Regions from separate parts of the Pogona vitticeps genome. Here region 2 is linked to region 1. The links are chromatin contacts, called in public Hi-C maps. All regions are on one chromosome and are shown on one strand. The core of a region is the stretch at or near the end of the contact, and the rest is flanking DNA. Distances in the headings are between cores, read along the strand shown. Region 1 holds the start of REXO1 (RNA exonuclease 1 homolog). Region 2 holds the start of UQCR11 (ubiquinol-cytochrome c reductase, complex III subunit XI).

Region 1 (5,253 bases), core at 2,255-4,754:
CTTTTTCTCCTGCCAGGTGAACGGCCATTTGGCTGCAGCTGGCCAGGCTGCCAGAAACGCTTTGCCCGCTCGGACGAGCTGGCACGCCACCTGCGCACTCACACCGGTGAGAAACGCTTCGCCTGCCCGCTCTGCGAGAAACGCTTTATGCGCAGTGACCACCTGAGCAAGCATGCCCGGCGCCACCCGGCCTTCCGGCCCGGCATGGTCCGGCGGACGGACTGCCACAGCGCTTCACCCAGTGACTCGGCCGCTAGCAGCCTGACCGGTAGCCCCAGTCCAGACAGTCCCGCCTCCGATACCCTTGGCCCTTAAAAAAACAAAACCAAACAGCGCCTCGCCGGCTTTCTGTACAATAGACACTGCAGAAGGATTATCTGCCCACTTCAAAGTCCTGGATGCCTCTCTGTTTCCTCTTTTTAAAATCTTTAAATCAGGATTTTTGCGGATCCCAGGGGTCTTTCCCCAGGGCTCGGATCGACGGATTTCCACACCAGAGTGCACCCATCACGAAAGACAGGCGACGGCACCCATACGAAATGATACCCTCTTTCCTCTCACATCCAATGTGTTATTATTTTTTTCTTTTTCTTTGCAAAAGTGAGGGAAGGCTGTACGGGTTTTGCTATATAACCCCCCCCCCCAAAAAAAATTGTATTTATTTTTTAATGTTAAGGTAGAATCAGAGTAGCAGAGGGCCAAGGATATGACAGGGAAGGGATTTGAGATAGCTGAATGGCCTTCTCCTATCCAGGCTGGGGTGGGAGAGATTTGGCTGGGATGCAGCCCATCCACGCAGGGTGTGCTCACTGGTCCAATTTTTGCACGAGAGGAAGCACTTTTCCCTCTCCACCGTTGTGGCAACCTGTGATGCTCCGCAACCAATCAGGGTGTGTGTGTATGTGTTTGTGTGTGTGTGTATTTAGATGTGCTACGTTTTCAGTTTTCCTTGCAATTGATTTCTTTATCTTGGTAGGTTTTGAGGGACGGGGTCCCTACCAAAGCCACCCTCCCATCTCCTCCTTGTGCTTCTGGTTTGGATCAACTTATTTAGAGCTTGGAAAGTGATCGTCGGGATGTGGGGGAGGAAAACGGAAAAAACATCCGCTTTTGGGTGGCGAGACCGGCTCCTGCCCAGGTTTGGAAAGGCTCACTTTACCCATCAGCACACCGGGAGGGTTTGAATTAAAAAAGGGGAGAGAAAGATTATATGTGTAGGGGTGTGTGTTTTATATTATTTGAAGCTGGTCTCTATGCAAGTGTGGAAGAAGGCTCAACAGGTGGGTCTGTGGGAACCAGTTCAAATCTAGCTGCTCCAGTGGCTAGAACGGAACTCAGTGGATCCACTAATTCTGGATGAAGCTCATTCGAACTCAGGACCTATCGATATCGGGGAAACGGGTCAGGGGGCACAAGAACCTAAGAAGCCTACTGAATGATTTGTAGAGTGAGATAAACAAATGGGAGCTAGGGTGCATCTCTCATGGAGAAGCTGTTAGGATTTTCGTTTTGCACCATGTTGGAATGTCTTATATTTTCAGGGATAGATGGAGGACCAAATATTTGTTTCCTCACTCATATAATTGTCTGGGGAAAACTTTTGAATGTATGACTCCCATTGTTTCTGTTCTAGAAGATATAATCATGCAGGCTTATTTAATAATGACAGTGATCTTAGAATTGCAGAGCTTGAACAACCTATGAAAATATTTATGGAAAAAGCAGCACTTGTTGGGAATTGACGGGTATTCTTGGAACACAAATTTGAATCAGGTAGCAAGCTTTAGAGAAGGATTTTGATTTTTCAGGTCTACAACTAGAAATACTATATTTTTTTGTGAAGAGAGCGATATGTTCCCAGGTTTTCCTTCCCTAAAGGCACGGCACAGACTTGGAACTGAGGGAAGTTACTTTGGGGGGGGGGGGGGGCGACAGCATCCAGAGTTTTGTCAGCCAGTTAGGATGATGATGAGGGAAGTGCAAAATGGAGAGCTTTTTTGTAAAAAGGGACATTCCTAAGCTGCCAGTTCAGTGGAGGCAAAATCCGTTTCAGAGCGCTTCATTTTGTCTTATAAACTAGGGTAAATTTGGAGTTTCCTCAGAGGGGAGGAGATAGGAAAAGTAACTTTTTTCTCCCACAAATGTGGCTGTTTTCTGTTGTGAGTGGAGTTGAACTGTGGGCAGAAAGGGGTTGTATTTCTCTCTCTTTCTCCATGTCTGTATTTTTGATAAGCCTTGAACCCAGCTTTGTATATGTGTGCACCGCATTTCCCCTTCCCATTTTGCTGTTAATTAAATAAAACAAACAAACAAACCCGTTGACTTTAAACTGTGTATCTGTCTTGCTGGGTTGTAAACAGATTTTACAGCTGTTGACCAAGTGAGTCATCCTGTTTTTAATGAGGCTCATTCTCTAGTTACAAGCTGCCTTGGTGCCTTTTAAAATATAAAATATTTAAAATAAATAACAAGAAGAGAGGAAAAGTTACTTTTTCGGAGAGTAGCCAAAAAGGCAGCATCCCCCCCCCCATTTGTGTGTGGGTTGCCCTCCCAACGTCGTTGAACAGCAGCTCTCATCAGCCTGGTCAGCAAAAGTCAGCTCCTTCAAGCCAGCTTTGGGAAACAAATGATCTGTGAAGTCAAAAAGCTTGCACACTTTTTTGGGAGGAGGTCTTGATTAACCCAAGAGAGTGATGGCTTTCATGGTATTTATTTTTTGGTCTCTTCTGGTGTAAGAGACGAAATTGCATGGTGATGAATCAGCTTTGGGAATGGGGTATAACTATAAACATTGCTCCTTACATCTACCAACAAGGCTTCCTACAGAAGGCAGAGGAGCCTTGCCTAGTAAAGAAATTGGCAAGCACAAGTTTCTTTCTCCCCACCCTTCAATTCCATTTCTAATGCTCCTGCTAGATTCCTAAACCTTTCTTTGACTGCCAAGGCACGTTGTCTTTCTGCTACTGGCGTTATTTATTTGTTAGTTCCAATTTCACATCAGGCCTTAGCTTAGCCACCTCGCTCCCAGTGTCATTCCGCCCAATGCAAGGGGTGTGAAGGACCTCGTGGAAGAAACCGAGCATGCGCCTTGAGATCTCCCGTGTCAGCGGCGGCCGTTTTATCTGCCCTTAGCTAACATGGCGGCTGTTATGCGGCCAAACGCCGCAGGTAACCCCACCCACCTCCTCGCCTTAATCCTGAGCATGCGTAGTTACGTTCCCGGCTCCCCTCCCAACGGAGCCAAGATGGCCGCCCATTTTGCCTCTCCGCCCCTCCCTGAGACTACGCATGCGCGCCCGGGGTCTCCTTGTTGTGGTCGGCGGTTGCCGCCCTCCGCCTTGCCCTAAGTGAAGATGGCGGCGGCCCCATAGGTTTCCCGGCACTGCGCACGCGCGGCTGCTCCCGGCGCGGCCTTACCTTGCCCGGAGTCAAGATGGCGGCGGCCTGAGGGTACGGTTGAGGGGAAAGAAGGCGCTTCCCTCCGGCCGAGGGAAGGCGGCCGGGATGCTCCGCTCCAGCGGCTTCTTCCGCGGCGTCGAGTGCCCTTTTGGGCCGGCCTGCGGGAGGCCCTACTGCCACTTCCGACACCCCCCGGGGGCTCCCCTCACGGCGGCGGCGGCGGGACCCCCGGGCCTTCCTCTTCCTCCTCGGCGCCCCTCCTCCAGTCGCTCTCTCTCAGGTAACGGTACTCTGCACCTGCTCAGAAGCCCTTGGGCGAGGGGAGGAAACGCCTCCGCCTCTCTTGAAAAAAGGCACTCTGTACACGCTCAGAGGCTCATTGGGGTGGAGGAGAAGGCGGCCAAGCTCCCTGGGACTGAAAAGCGCTCTGCACGGGCTCAGAGGTTTGTTGGGGTGGGGGGAGAAGGGGGCCGGCAGAGTGGGAGTGACAGGCGCTCTGCACATGCTCAGGGTTCGCGGCACAGGGGCCGGTGAGGGAGCGGTGGAGCTGAGGGAACTTCTGCGCATGCTCAGAAGCTCGGCTTCGCTTCCTTGGGGCAGGTAAGGGAGTGGGGCAGCGTAAGGGAACTCTGCGCATGATCAGAAGCGCTGTGGGGGGCCCGAGTAGGGCAAGAGGGCGCTCAAGATAAAGCCTCTTGACTCCAAAAGTCCTTTGCGCATGCTCAGAGGCTGTGCCGGGTGGGTGGGCCAGAAAGGGAGCTGCAGGCATGGGCCGAAAGGTGCTCTGCACATGCTCAGAGGTGCTTCAGGGGCGAGAAGGGGTGGAAGGAGGCTTCCCTCCAGCCTGTGCGAGAGGTGCTTTGTGTATGCTCAGGGGCATGATGGGTGGGAAAGCAGACCATCCCACCTCACCTGTGTCAAAAGCACTTTGTGCATGCTCAGAGGAGCAGCTGGATGGAGAAAAAGGGGACTAACAGAGGTCCTAACCCAGCATCCTCAAGGGCTATCCTGGTTTCTTCCTTGCCCTGGGAGAGTGGACTCCACATGCAAAGGTTGCACTCTGCTTAAGCCCAGATGCCCTCTTGATTTCCTCCAGTTATGACACTAAACTTTCTGTTTTTTCTCTAAATGGCCCCCACCTTTGCAGCGGCAGTAGAGAATACACTCTGCACGTGGTTAGGGGCATGAGAAATGTTGGGGGGGAGAAAGAGGGAAAAGAACTTTGTGTGCGCTCAGAGGCTCTGTTGAGGGAATCGAGATGGCTTCTTCTGGCCACTTTTCCCACTTGCCCAAGAGTATAGGAGAGTAGGGATTTTTTTTAAAAAAAAACTTTTTAAAATACTTCTTTTTTCATTCCTAGCACTAAAATATCTTCTGTAACTTGGCATTCTCCTGATCTCGGGGAAAGGGAGAGGGGGAAATGTGTAAAATAAGCCTTCAGGAGCCCCCTTAAACTTGAGAAATAACTCAGTGCGGTTTCTCTTTTTTGCTTCAAAGAGGGAAGTGTCTCTTTAAGAGCACCGCATGGATGTGGAAGGTGGATCTTTGACGGGTTTCCTGCTTGCCTTTCCTCCTGGTTTGCTTTCTGAGTTTATCTTTGCTGTCTAGGAGAGAAGTCCAGGCACCCATGGCTGGGTTTTGGGGCATCTTTGTGTTGGGTGGGGGGCTGAAGCTATAAAAAATACTGTAGATTCTTAAATTGCAACATAGTGGGTGGGGGGGGAAGACTTTTATTTTTGGAAGGAGTGACAGCATGAATAAGTACCTTTGTTGCTTGCTAACCCATGAGAACTCAGGTAAGGAAAAAGAAAATCATACCATCCACATATTTTTTTGGGGGGGAGGAGGTTTTGG
Region 2 (4,594 bases), core at 1,655-4,154, 220 kb after region 1:
CCATTAAAACAATCCAAATAATAAAAGGCTAAAATAAAGTCACACAATTTTTCAAAGGTATGGTGTGACATCGCTGCTCCCTGACATGTGATTTCCAAGCTCCGTGAGGGAAAAGATTGAATATAAACAGCGCTCATAAATAAAATAGTTAACGGATTGTCTCTTTGCAGGTTTTTACTTTACGTGGGGAGCAGACGTCCGCAAGGAAGAAGGGAAAGGCATTTTACTGACTCACATGCAAACACATGCCCCGACGTGTGTCTGCACCAAAAACGAAGCAAAAACTGCGCAGCCCTGTTTCAAATACCCGACGCACGGCAACGGACTTATCAGCTTGCTAGAAGGAACTTGAAAAGAAAAGCAACGACGTTGTCAAATCAGAATAAGAGAAGAAAAACATACACAAAACCAACTGCAAAGTTTGCCTTAAGTGTATATTGTGGAACTCTTGATACATATCCTTGGGGGATCTTTTTTTAAAAAATACAAGTGGCTTGTTCACAAAAGGCCAGCAGGAAAAACAAAATTGTGCCTATGCGTTTATTATTTTTCTTTGTCTTTCTGTTTTGGATGGGTGGGTGGGTGGGAAAAAAAGAACATTAGTTATGATCATTTTTTTAACGTAGAACAAACATAGTAATGCCTTTTGGGTTTTGTTTTGTTTTTTTAAAAAGAGCTTCTTTTGCATATATGTTTTGTAAGCAACAACGGAAAAATGTGTAAAAAGAGAGAGACTTTTTCCCCATGCTTGATTTTTTTTTCTGCTGCTGTTTCTATCATTCACGTTGCATATTATTTTTGAAATAAGATCAACCTGAAATATTATTTTAAAAAAAGGTTTGTACGAAGAGACCAGATGTTCGAAAAGAAACAGAGGAACCGAAAAAGAAGAGTCAATGGGACTTGTGTGTTGTTATTTCAGCTCTGGAAAAGCTGTTAAGGTGGATTCAGCAAGGCAGGGCTAATAAATGTCCATAATTGGCTGGTGACTTCCATTATATATGAAAAAAAAAGAACAGAATGTACTGGTTTTATCTCTTTTCCACTCAATGTCTTTGGATACGGAAGGGTTTTGGGAGAAGTTGACAACGGAATTATCCAGCGTTGCGACCCAAAATCTTTTTAAAAGATGCTTTAAAAGTCTTAGGTTTTGCTATGCTCTCTTCCATCTCCCTCTAGACGTGGAATTTTTTAAAAAGTACAGTGGCCCCTTTTTAAGGGGAGGCAAAGGGATTATAAGGAGAAAGAAGTTCGCTTCCTCGGTGCTGTAGGGTGCGGGTCTTAATGGAAGACCGCCCTAAAACCAGCCCATCGCGTGTCCTGGACAACCCAGATGTTGAAAAGAAGCGGGTGCAAAGAAAAAGGACATAGATTCTGCCTTCAAAAGGCACATTTTTCTTCATGCCCTGGAGCGATCCAAAGGGGGGAACAAGAGGCAGGAAAGCTGGGAGCCAAGAAAAACAAGAACGACAAAAAGTTCCAACGCTATCAATCAGCTTGGAGGCAGAACAAAATGAAAAGATGCACTCTGGACCAAAAGAGAGAGAGAGAACAAAAGCGGCCGCATCCAGCAAAAGCAACCCCTCCCCCCTCCGAGGAAGATATGCATGACAGGTGAATCCCCTCTGTTGCAATATGTTTCAAAGGAAATGATCTGGTACCGACCGTGCACCAGGACGGATTTGTTCAGAAGACATAAGCTCAGCTGTTGTGGTCCGGAAGATTGGAAGAACCGCCACCGGCTGGTCAAGGTCCCATCTCCCAATGGATGTTTGGAGCGGTTTGGTCTCCCCTGCATCCTGTATTCACATGCACACATGGATTCCCTTTCTCGGAGAGAAAGCTGGTCGAATCTTCGTTCCCCTCTGTTGCCTGCAAGGTTCAGTCTCAGTCTCTTTGCATCAGTCCCAGATGGGAAGGAGGGGTTTGATGGCAGATTCACCCACTGGCTACGTTCCTTTGTGCTCCCACGTTGCAGCCCAAAAGGGAGGAAGGTGTGTTCTGTGCCTGCGGACATGGCTTCTGGGGAGAGGCATGGATTTGAGGCTGGGTCATGGGCCCCCGGAGTCTACAAACAGCGAGGTTCTGGGGAGAAATTAGAGAGGGAATGCCAAGCGTCTCGTTGACCTCCCCACCCAACATAGCTGATTCTTTGAAGAAAGAAAGCCTGGCAGAAAAAGGGGACCTCCTGGGGATTCATCTGGCCAGACCTGAAGAATTTCTGCCTGGGCCACAGCCTTAGTCTCCCACACGGAAAAGGGGGAAGAGTTGGTACCTACGATTAGTGAAGCCATTGTAGGTATCAGCTTCAGTGGTCTCAGTTTCTGACTGCAGATGTGGGTGTTCACCCTTGCGTCGGCACATCTGCACCAAGCTAGAAAACTGGAGAAAGTTCTCCTCGGGAGTAGAAGAGGAGGAAATCTCTTGAGACAACACCATAAGAGCCTCCCTGAGACCAAGAGGGCTGGTTGAGTCCCGATGAGCAAAATTCCATGCAGATACAAAAGCGAGCTCATTTCTCCAACCCCACCACTGCTCTGGTTAAATATCTCTGCAAGGTGAGAAATGGGAGAACCTTATTTTAACGCCAGATCTCTTTAACCTGCTTAAACACACACACACACACACACTAGTTTCCCCTCCTTCCTTTTTTAAGTTGTTCATTGTTTCGTTTTGTTTTCTGTTGTTTGCAGGTCTTCTGTTGATGGGGAAGGGTTTCTAACGGGGTGTCTACACTACAAGCTCTAAACCAGTTTCAAACCTGTTGTAACTGGGGAAGAAGTCCTGCTGTTTCATGAAGGTGTGGATAATTTTTGTGGTGGGGGAAGCATTACTGGCCACCCTCTGTGGGCCCACTCTCTTAGACCTATATTATCCTGACCCCCTGCTTCCAGGAGCTTCGAAATGGCAAGGAAACAGGTTTGAAACCAGTTTAGGTTTGTAACAGAAGATGGCACCCCCCAAAAAATCTTGAGATGGTTTTGTTTTTCGTTTTGGTGGGGAGGGTGAAGGACGATGGGGTTTTAGGAGTCAAAAAGGGACGACAAAAAAAGTCTTAGGAGAAACAGCATCATAGAAAAAAAATAACGTTTTAGTTAAAAAAAATATATAGGGGTCAAGCAGTGCAGAACAAAATGTAACTTGATTCCCATTAAGATATATTTTTTTAGGACGGGTGGGGAGGCATACCTCTTAACTTTGTTTTGAGGGTTTGTTTTTTTTTGTTGTGGGATGTTTATATATATATATTAAAAAATGAAATTTAAAAATGGGTCCTTTTCTTGCAGCCGGGGGGGAGGTGGCGGCAGCCACCATCCGGCTAGATGGTGTCTCACAGATATGAACACATCAGCTGAAGTCCCTTTGCTTTCTTTTTTGGGGGGCTACAGTCTCAACTTTATTTGGATTGGGGTCTTGGTGGTTTCTTTGTTTCGTTCGTTCGTTCATTCATTCATTCATTCTTTCCTTCTTTTGCTGCCTTTGTGTAAATCCAGCTGCACCTAGTTGGCTGAAAACCTTGTTATTAAATCAGATACACATTATAGTTTTGAAAGATATATATATAGTATAAATATATATATATATAAATATAAATATAAAAAATATGCCTAACCCCAATTTAAAAAAAGGAAAACAGAAAAAAAGTATTTGTGGGAGGGGGGTAGTATGGGGAACATTTTTTGGACTGAATCACAATTTCTGGAATTGGGGGAGCACGGGGGGGTTAAATTGTGTTTCCGAGTGCCTCAAGATATGGATTGTGTTCCTTTTTTAAAAAAAAAGAAAAAAGAAATAATAATAATTTTATACAAGTGTCAAGAAAATAAAAAAAACAGCTGGCTGGATTATTTGGAATTTTTAAATAATCCTTAACTTTTTTAAAAGTAGAATTTTGAGAACTGTCTTGTATATAACAGTAATGTAGCAATAAATGTGACATTTTATAACAATATTACTTTTTTTGTTTTCCGCCCCTCCCCTGTATCTGTCTTTCAGATGTTGTATACCTATCAATGAAAAAGTTGTAATAAAGGTTTTACCTTGTACTAAGTTTCCTTTGGGGTGCCTAAGCCTTTTGCTTCCATTTTGCCCTTCCTGGGCAACAAAACTGGACTATATATTATTGGACAAAAAATAGGAATATTTTCTGAATACAGTATTAGAAAGAAGGCAATGTGGAAACTCCTGTGTTATATTGTTTTAATTTAAATCCTTATTATGTTTTCATATAAACCATGTTTGCTTATGCTAGAAAAATAATCAAGATCAAGAGAGTAATAAAACTGCACACCATTATTTTTAAAGGAGAAAATATTAAGTGCAAGGGGGAAACGGACAGAAATCGGAAAAATAAGTGCAAGATATGAATGCAGTTTGGTATATGGAAATAACAGGAAAGTATACAACACACACAAATACCATAAAACATGAAAAGGTAAAGGTTCCCCTTGACAATTTTTGTCCAGTCGTGTCCGACTCTAGGGGACGGCGCTCATCCCGCTCTTCAAGCCATAGAGCCAGCGTTTGTCCGAAGACAATCTTTCCATGGTCACATGGCCAGTGTGATTTAGACACAGAACGCTGTTTACCTTCC

Evidence for each region. A called contact is a pair of places that touch in the nucleus more often than the background predicts.
Region 2: a contact with region 1 is called in a Hi-C map of blood, with 11 times the contacts expected there. The contact joins the promoter of UQCR11 here to the promoter of REXO1 in region 1. A contact is called at or near these places in 2 of 2 Hi-C or Micro-C datasets (blood and muscle).

The regions. Positions count from the first base shown.
Region 1 is chr7:15,200,817-15,206,069 of PviZW2.1, forward strand. REXO1 (RNA exonuclease 1 homolog) reads left to right here and starts at 3,505. Exons shown (of 16, transcript XM_020780809.3): 1 at 3,505-3,679. The coding sequence starts at 3,505. SIRT6 (sirtuin 6) reads right to left here and starts at 3,547. Exons shown (of 8, transcript XM_020780869.3): 1 at 3,418-3,547. KLF16 (KLF transcription factor 16) reads left to right here. Exons shown (of 2, transcript XM_072978761.2): 2 at 17-2,314. The coding sequence ends at 315.
Region 2 is chr7:15,424,537-15,429,130 of PviZW2.1, forward strand. It overlaps UQCR11 (ubiquinol-cytochrome c reductase, complex III subunit XI), which reads left to right and starts at 2,905. Exons shown (of 4, transcript XM_078379088.1): 1 at 2,905-2,919. The coding sequence starts at 2,905. All of the region lies in intron 5 of MOB3A (MOB kinase activator 3A), which reads right to left. It overlaps TCF3 (transcription factor 3), which reads left to right. Exons shown (of 20, transcript XM_020780846.3): 20 at 171-4,055.